Linked DNA regions of Muntiacus reevesi: region 1 is linked to region 2. A link is a contact called in public Hi-C data. All regions are on one chromosome and are shown on one strand. Each heading gives the region's core, a stretch centred on a gene start, on an enhancer-like site or on the middle of the called end of the contact. The rest is flanking DNA. Distances are from core to core; before and after follow the strand shown.

What was found. Hi-C and Micro-C count contacts between places; a contact is called where the count stands out from the background.
Region 1: a Hi-C map of muscle shows a contact between it and region 2, with 4 times the contacts expected there. The contact joins the promoter of ACO1 here to the promoter of CCDC25 in region 2. A contact is called at or near these places in 2 of 3 Hi-C or Micro-C datasets (blood and muscle).

What each region holds. Positions count from the first base shown.
Region 1 is chr17:10,976,125-10,980,853 of mMunRee1.1, forward strand. It overlaps ACO1 (aconitase 1), which reads right to left and starts at 2,962. Exons shown (of 21, transcript XM_065908433.1): 1 at 2,860-2,962.
Region 2 is chr17:10,395,691-10,400,707 of mMunRee1.1, forward strand. CCDC25 (coiled-coil domain containing 25) reads left to right here and starts at 3,094. Exons shown (of 9, transcript XM_065907885.1): 1 at 3,094-3,205. The coding sequence starts at 3,178. ESCO2 (establishment of sister chromatid cohesion N-acetyltransferase 2) reads right to left here and starts at 186. Exons shown (of 11, transcript XM_065907989.1): 1 at 100-186.

The sequences.
Region 1 (4,729 bases), core at 1,712-4,211, 580 kb after region 2:
CTGTACTTTAGGACATTTCATGAAATGGCATTTTACAACAGCAGTTTAAGGGGGGGCATGATGATCCATTGAAGAACAATCTGATCTGGTGGCGTCTAACCTTACATCAAACGATACTGTTCAAGCATGTTTTAAGCTCTTTTAGTATCATTTTGACTTAATATATATACTAGCATCACAAATACTAGTTTAGAAATGTGATGTAACAAAGTAATTTGTTTTCTTGGGAGAGAGGGAGTAGTGGTAACGTTCTTATCAGAGACATAATCCTATCTTCCTTGAAAAAGTGTATGTTGTTGGGATTTCAGTTTTTGTTTTCAGGTTGTAAAAGCAATACATGAATGTTGCTAAACAGGCAGTCATATGGTATCACAAAGAGTAATAAGGAAGAGTTTCCTGCCTTTTTTTCTGACTCCATTGCCCAGAACTGACTGTTGATAGTTTGGGATGTCTGTCTTTCAAACATTTATAAGGCCACGGTGTGTGTATGTGTATCCAGTTGCTAAGTCGCGTCCGATTCTTTGCAACCCCATGGACTGTACCCTGCCAGGCTCCTCTGTCCCTGGGATTTTCCAAGCAAGAATACTGGTGTGGGTTGCCATTTCCTTCTTCAGGGGATCTTCCTGACCCAAGGATCGAACCCCCATCTCCTATATTGGCAGGCAGATTCTTTACCGCTGAGCCACAAGGGTGCTCTTATAAGGCTATATATGTACCTAATTTCTATCTGGAACTTGCGCTGACAGAGCAAGAAGCCGAGGAAGAAATCCAATGAGGGGTCCCCACCTATGACACAGCAGCCTGCAGGACACTGGGCTCTGGCAGAGGCTGAGGGAGGGCCACCCACAGGGACAAACACCCCCCACCCCCGAAAGTGGAAAGGGAAAGAGCACCAAGACTGGGAAACCATATTCCAATAAATGCGAGGTTGCACAAGCACACACAGAAGTGACCATGGAGGAAAGGGAGGCAACAACATGCCTCTCTATTCTCTTCAAAATCACTTCCGACCCACTTGGAAGCTCTTGAACCAACTCCTCCACACTTGGCACTGGCTCTCCCGGGCATGTCTCTGAATGCATGGGTCCTGTGTGCCACATCCCCGCTACAATCTGAAGGCATACACAGGCCACCTCTGCAGGCACAGAGATAACCCAAGGCATCTGAGGGCCTTGCCAGTTTTCAGGAGGCGTGCAGGGCTCATTATCTCCTACATGGGGACACAGTACTTGGGTCTCCAGAGTGAGGTCAGCTTGGCTGCAGCTACCAGAGGTTAACCATCCTTCCTTGGGGTGATGCGTGTTCCCATTCAGAGGAAGGATCACAAACAAGAAGCAGGATCAATGACTTAAACCCTTGAAGTATTTCCTACTCCAGTGGTTCTCAAAGCGTGCAGGGGACTCTAGGGATTCAGAAAGTCAAAACCACTTTCATAATAATACCAAGCTGCTCTTTGCTGCTTTTACTCACACACTTTCAGGAGTACACAGCGGAGTTTTCCAGAAGCGATATGACATGTAATACCTCAACAGACAATGCAGAAGCAAGACATAAGAACCCTAGCTGCTACTTATTAAAACTGATATGAAAGAGATTTGCAAAAATATAGTACAATGACACTCTTCTCAGTAACATTCTATTTTGAAAGGTATGGTTATTTTCATAAACACATATCAACATATAATGCATGCTTGTGTGCTCAGTCATACCAGACTTTTTGCTGCCCCCACGGACTGCAGCCCATCAGGCTCCTAAGTTCATGGGATTCTCCAGGCAGGAATACTGGAGTGGGTTGCCATTTTCATATCCAGGGGATATTCCCACCCCAGGGATCAAACCCACATCTCTTATGTCTCCTGCACTGGTGGGTGGATTCTTTACCACTATTTTCAAATGAGATACTAAATATATTGAAAAATTCTGTTTTAGTTATATATGATAAATATTGAGACACATAACCCACATAAAAGCTCCTTAATATACTAATTTTTAGAGTGTATAGGGGAGTTTGAGAACTACTGAGAGGCTGTTTCTGACTCTCTGCCCCCATCCCCGCAACACACACACACACACACACACACACAGACACACTCACTCACTCACTCCTCCCTGGGTCTGTGAATCTTTGGGATGGACTCTGTCCCCACTGCTGAGACGCTGTTTCCGACTCTCTGCCCCCGTCCCCGCAACACACACACACACACACACACACACACTCACTCACTCACTCACTCACTCACTCACTCACTCACTCACTCCTCCCTGGGTGTGTGAATCTTTGGGATGGGCTGTGTCCCCACCCCTCCCACCGAGGGTCCCTTCCCCCTCACTCCATCTCCCCCTTACCCCTGGTGTGGACTCCCTGATCTGTCGGAACCCCAGGGGGAAATGTCCCTGCCTCGCCACCCCCAGCTGGACGAGGACTCCCCGGCGAGGCCCGCACACCCTCCTTGGGGTAGGACTCCCCGGTTCAGTGTGTCGGGACAAGTCGCAACGTGGATTCTCCCGGCGGCCCCCAGAGCCTCGCCGACTCCCGGGTGAGGCCCTCACAAGCTCGGCGCGGACTGTCCCGGCGGCCGGCACAGCCCGGGCGAAGGAGGCCGAGGAGAGCCATTTCCAGTCCCGCCCCCGTGCTCGGCGCGGCACAGGCTGGGAACAGGGCGGAGGGTCAGTCCCCAGGAACTAGTCCCGATTCTCCCGGCTGCCTTCCCGCTCCCCCAGGTCTCCCTTGGGCGGCCCGGCGCGCTGCAGCCCGGCTCGGGGAGGCGGATCGGGGTTCCGCTGACCCGCATTCCCCCGCGGGGTCAGGGCGGCCGGTGCTTGGGCCCGGGGACTCGCGTTGGGCCGCGTCGTACTCACCGCAGAGTGCGAGGCGGACTCCGACTGGCGCGGGGCACTAGGCTGGGGGCGCTCTCCGGAGCGACTCGAGTCCAGAGGCCCGCGCCGCTCCGCCCCCTGTCGCCGCGGGGCCGCCTGCCGAGGGGCGTGGCCTGCGCGCGGGGCGGGGCCTGCGGGCGGGGAGACTTCGCCCCGGAGGGAGCGGGGTAGCTGGGGGTCAGCGGCAGGAAGCCGCCTCAGGACGGGATCCTCCCATGTGGCCCCAGGCCGGGGACAGCTCACTCTTGGGCGTGGAGTGTGACTGCCCAGCTCGCTGGGAGGGAGCTGAAGGGGCAGGTTAGAAATGCAGCTTTTAAAAATGGTTTAACCATCACTGTGGAGGCTTCCTTGTCCGACACCCCGGTACGCGGTCACCTCCCCTCTCTCCCTTTTGCCCCCACCCCGCCCCCACCTTAGCGCCTGGCAAAGCGAGCCGAGTGGCTGCCGGGACTTCAAAGTTTCCATGGTTATGGAGTGCAGTTTCCGTGTTTAATTTTTTCCTTTTTTTAATGTCTAACACTTCCTAATGCAGGCTGTTCACCTGTCAGAAGTCAGAGAAATGACTGAGTTGACTCAGAAGGCCTTGGTCACTGCACCTACTTTCTATAGGTTGGTTGAAGTTGCGCCTGCTCAGGCAAATTTGACTGATTAGATCTTTAGTTTTCTATCTTGAGTATATGGATATACGGCTTATAGAATGAATAAGTAGTGACTATCCCCATAGGGGCCAACTTGTGTAACATAGCATTTTCAGCTTCCCAGGTGAGGCTAGTGGTAAAGAACCCGCCTGCCAATGCAGGAGACATGAGAAAAATGGGTTCATGACCCTGGGTCGGGAAGATCCCCTGGAGAAGGAGGAAATGACAACCCACTCCAGTATTATTGCCTGGAAAATCCCATGGACGGAGGAGCCCAGTAGGCTGCAGTCCATGGGGTTGCAAAGAGTCACCCACGACGGAGCAACTAACACTAGTGCTACTATATTCAAGTTTGAAGAAAGACATATATACTGTATAGTAAACATTGCTTCCCAGGCGGCTCAGGGGTAAAGAATCCACCTGCCAATGCAGATGGAGATGTGGGTTGAATGCCTGGGTAAGGAATATCCCCTGGAGGAGGAAATGGCAACCCATTTGGGTATTCTTGCCTGGAAAATCCCCATGGACAAAACAGCCTGGCGGGCTATAGTTATGGGGTCGCAAAGAGTTGGACATAACTGGGTAACTGAGCACTCACACACATCACACGCATTATATTTTTGCTATATGGGAGAAGGCTTTCTTCCTACCCACTTTCTAAACTGTTTCCATTCACATTCATTGAGCAAACTTCCCTTGAGTGGACTGGGGTCCCCTTAGAGGGTATGTGGGGAAGGCTGAGGGGTAGGGAGAAAAGACATCCAGCTAAATTTTGATTCTTAACCAAGGCAGCCCTTCACAAAGCAAAATTTCTTAATGTTCAATGATAACATACATGTAATAGGAGAACTGGTAATCCTTGACAGGAAATAATTAAATCAGAACTATAAAAGGAATTGAGATTTATTAGTAAACACTCTGGCCAAAACTGTGAAGGAAATAGTTCCCACATCACCCTGCTCTTTTGCTCTTGGGCCTGTCACCAGGGATGTGTGGATTGCAAAACCCAGTGACCCCTCTTCTGTTCTTGCCCTTGCTGACTGCTCTGTGGTATTTGATACTGGTAACAGGTCTTTCCTTGAAATTTTGACCTCCTTTTGGCTTTAGAGGCTTCTACTCTCGTGATTCACCTCTTCTTAATTTGGTCCCTCTTTCTTAGACTCTTTCAGTTCACCCTTTCTCTTCTCACTTTACATGTAACTCCATACACTGAT
Region 2 (5,017 bases), core at 1,844-4,343:
GCAAAAGTTCTGTTTTTTTGACATTCACCCCCACGTTCCACAGAACCTCCTGGTCTCCTGGTTCTTCCAGATCTCGCCTCGGCCCCAGGCAGCACTTACCTGCTGGCACCTCAGACAAACGACCTCTCCTCAGCCGAGCCCGTAGTCCCCCACTGTATTCAAATTCTCGCGCGCCAGTCCAGGCGGAAACCGCTGCGTTTCGATTCGCCGCTTCCCAGCGTGTCCAAGGGCAGACTCGACGATTGGTTGTGCACCAGCGCTTGCCCCGCCTCGCAGGAGGCGGTCTCCAAGAGTCTCCCGCCCTTGCAAGGCTGAAGCCTCTCCCCTCGTGGAAACCACGTCTTCCAGAACCCCTTGCGGCAGCGCCGGGCTCCTTTCTGGAGGCCTTACCTAGGTGCATTCTGGGAGTTGTAGTTTTCCGCAGAACGACGGCGTTCCCTGTTACTCGATATATTGAGGTCACTTGCTGTTAAGATTTTTTTTTTTTATAGCAGCGTAAGAGTCTCAAGTTATTTTTCACATTTGGCGCTATAATGTTGGTGATCTGGTCGCTAAGTCGTATCCGACTCTTACGACTCGATGGACTGTAGCCTGCCAGACTTCTCTGTCCATGGGATTTTTCCAGGCAAGAATACTGGAGTGGGTTACCATTTCCTTCTCCAGGGGATCTTCCCGACCCAGGAATCCAACCCAGGTCTCCTTCATTGCAGGCAGATTCTTTACCGACTGCGGTACGGTTACTCTTTTTTCCTAGAGATGTTAGGTGAAGCAATCTTTTTTTCAAGTTAAATAAAAAATTAAATCACGGCAGTAACATCTACGTTCCAGGCATTCATGCACGTTTTAGTGTTTTATTTCACTCACCACAGTCTACGGGATATGTACCATCATTCCCATTTTATAGAAAATAAAACTGAGGGCCTGAAAACAATTACTTTTCATAGGATAGTGTAGATTCTTGCTTTGGAAAGCCCAAAAGTTCCTAAAGCACTTGTTTGTTATTCAGTTCAGTTCAGTAGCTCAGTCGTGTCTGACTCTTTGTGACCTCATGAATCGCAGCATACCAGGCCTCCATGTCCATCACCAACTCCCGGAGTTTACTCAAACTCATGGCCATGAAGCTGGTGATGCCATCTAGCCATCTCAGCCTCTGTCGTCCCCTTCTCCTCCTGCCCCCAATCCCTCCCAGCATCAGGGTCTTTTCCAACTAGTCAACTCTTTGCATGAGGTGGCCAAAGTATTGGAGTTTCAGCTTCAGCATCAGTCCTTCCAATGAACACCCAGGACTTATCTCCTTCAGGATGGACTGGTTGGATCTCCTTGCAGTTCAAGGGACTCTTAAGAGTCTTCTCCAACACCACAGTTCAAAACCATCAATTTTTCAGCACTCAGCTTTCTTCACAGTCCAACTCACATCCATACATGACCACTGGAAAAACAATAGCCTTGACTAAACGGACCTTTGTTGGCAAAGTAATGTCTCTGCTTTTTAATATGCTATCTAGGTTGGTCATCACTTTCCTTCCAAGGAGTAAGTGTCTTTTAATTTCATGGCTGCAGTCACCATCTGCAGTGATTTTGGAGCCCCCCAAAATAAAGTCTGACACTATTTCCACTGTCTCCCCATCTATTTCCCATGAGGTGATGGGACCAGATGCCATGACCTTAGTTTTCTGAATGTTAAGGTTTAAGCTAACTTTTCCACTCTCCTCTTTCACTTTCATCAAGAGGCTTTTCAGTTCCTCTTCACTTTCTGCCATAAGGGTGATGTCATCTGCATATCTGAGGTTATTGATATTTCTCCCGGCAATCTTGATTCCAGCTTGTGCTTCTTCCAGCCCAGCGTTTCTCATGATGTACTCTGCATATAAGTTAAATAAGCATGGTGACAATATATAGCCTTGACGTACTCCTTTTCCTATTTGGAACCAGTCTGTTGCTCCATGTCCAGTTCTAACTGTTGCTTCCTGACCTGCATATAGGTTTCTCAAGAAGCAGGTCAGGTAGTCTGGTATTCCCATCTCTTTCAGAATTTTCCACAGTTTATTGTGATCAACACAGTCGAAGGCTTTAGTGTAGTCAATAAAGCAGAAATAGATGTTTTTCTGGAACTCTCTTGCTTTTTCGATGATCCAGCAGATATTGGCAATTTGACCTCTGGTTCCTCTGCCTTTTCTAAAACCAGCTTGAACATCTGGAAGTTCTTGGTTCATGTATTGCTGAAGCCTGGCTTGGAGAATTTTGTTATTAGCTACTGTTCTTTGTATACCAGCTCCTAGTATACTCCCTGGCACATTTCTTAGTTCTAAAAAAATTTAGTTAAGTGATGCACTTAACTTCACATAATAAGATAATATAAATAATCAGGTTAAAGCGAAGTGCTGTTGCGAACTGAGTCAGATCATTCCCACTTTACAGCCGGAAGATCTGAGGTTCCCTCAGTCTAGTAGGTAACAGATGGCAGATCTTGGATTTAAAGGTAGAACAGTACAAGTCCAAACGCAGAGAGGCATATTGCCTCCGGTGAAACTCACTTATTCTAGCGTGTTCACCACGTCCTAAACCTTTCACACCTATTAACTTACTAAACCCTGGCAAAATAACCTGTAATTAACCGCTCCATTCATCCTCATTTTGCAGCTAAGTGCAGCAACCTAAAATGCCCAACAAGTGATGGAGCTAGAATGAGAATAGTGGAGGAATTTGGGTTCATTCAAAATTTAATGAGCTTCTATACTAAGTTCCAAGTACCGTGATTAGTTCAGTGAAAGCGCAGCCGTGAAGAAGGCAGGTTTCTACTTTTGAGGAGCCCAGATGCGGGTGAAAAGGGGCAAAGGCAACCAACTTGATGGCCCACAGGGTGTAGGTACTAAAAATAAAGCCAGGCAATGGCATTTTTCTCTTTAGTTTCCCCGCTTCGTTTTCCACCCACCAATCCTCCTTCCTCCATCCTCTTTCCTTTGACCCCCAAGTAAGTAGAGTTTTGAGCGCGCAGACACCTCCTCCACGGCCGAATTGAAGATGGCGCCGGCGACCGGCGTTATGACGCGACCCGACGTCAGCCGGAAGTGCGTGGAGCAGTTCCGGGAAACGCGGCCTCCGCGCTTCCGGCATCCTGAGCTTCCAGGTTTGAATCCTGCTGCTGGGCGCTCTAATTGTCCCACCGCCGCTGGGATCATGGTGTTCTACTTCACCAGTAGTAGCGGTGAGTGGTCGCCGAAACCTTCCGGGTCCCTACCTCGACTGTGGGGCTCCGAAGCCGAGACCTCGAGGCCACCGCTAGCCTGGCCCTTAAGTGCCTTCTCGGCAGTGGGTGCTTCTTCGCTCGTCCTGATGGTCTCTCCACCGTGTCCGTCCCAGTCCTCCCAGTGTGCCTCCTCGTCAGTGCCTGGTTGGCGGGGAGGGAGCGTAGAGGGACCATCCCCTGTGCTCTCTTTGCCTCCGGGCGATCTTCTTTTCCCTCAATCAGAAAGACCTGTCGCTACCTGGCATTAGGCAGTTTGTGGACTTATTCACTACCATCGTGAAGTCTTCTCTTCCCCACCCACCCCCGTAACATTTAATCTTGCTGCTCTCTGGTAAGAAGGGAGACACCTCAACAACTCTACCTTACAGAAAGTGCGCTTTACCCTTCCCGGAAAGGGTTATTGGGTTTGGATGCTACCGAAAGACTCTGGAGTGGCGAGACAGCCACTCATTGGGCAGAGTTAATGTCCCAGATTTTGAAAAGTGACACGATAGTTTCTGATTTGTCTTTGGCAGGCAAGAAAAGGGTGTGTTTAGTTCCCAGAAACTGCAGTGTCTTCGTTTCTCTGCCAATATTTTTCTCTTTGCCTTAAATCAATCCCCCAGTTAGCTGCTTCTCCCCAGAGACAGCTCTCGCCTATCTTTTCCAAATGCCTTTCTTTCCTTGTTCCCACCCCAGGATTGCTTAGGTATATCTCTTGGAGGAATCCCCTTAACACAATGCATACTTTCAGCATTGCACTTATCATATGATGTTAAGCTTTTGTCTACATGAGATAGAGTGTAAGCCCGTTGAGGGCAGGTACAGGACCTCCTTGTTCCACTAGCATAATGCCTGGCTCTTAATAGTAACTCAATAAATACTGAATAAATGAATGCTATTTTTTTGACTAATAGCAAGACTCTATTCTATTGCTACTCTCTGCCTCCTTGGTAAAGGTGAGATTTAAGTGAAACTAACAACATGGTGGTTATGTGGTTTGAACAGGGTGGTACTTGCTCTTTAGATTTGAGAAAGTTGAAGCCCAGGAAAGTTGTAACTCACAGAGCCCCTCCTCTGCTACTCCATCACATTGTCACATCTCATTTTTCTCAATAGTTTAGGCTTCCACAGTGTGCTATAAGCTATTTCTCTGTTTCTGTGTGCTTGGTTTTTTCTTATCCATATTATTAAAATTGCTAGAAACAAAATTCAAACTAGCTTGAAAATCATTATAAGCTCCTAATTGCATTTTTATCTGCTGTCTGTCCTGTTCTGCCCCTCTGTCATAATGTAACCTAAGCATCTTTTTGTAGCTTCTCCACTCACGGGAGTCCTTGACAACATAGTTATCCATACAAGTCCAACAATGGAATGACAAATATAGGCAAGGCATGTTTTGTCTTCCTTTAGTTGCTAACTCATGTCTGACTCTTTGAGACTCTATGGACTATAGCCTGCCAGGCTCCTCTTCCCAGGCAAGAATACTGGGGTAGGTTGCCGTTTCCTTCTCCAGGGGATCTTCCCTGACCCAGAATCTCCCCTGACTCCTGCACTGGCAAGTGGGTTCTTTAGTGAGCCACCTGGGAAGCCCGAGGCAGGACATATAGGTACTAAATGTATTTTACACAGACTACATTATTCTCCTTAAAGCAATTCTAAATTCTTTGAGAGCCAGTCATATACACGGAGATGCCCCTAATAGAGCAGAGGGCTTCAGCTGATTTGTGGGTTATTTTTTTCTCATTGGCTTCCATGGCAGCATCAGAACTGCTTCTTGTCGGAAAAATA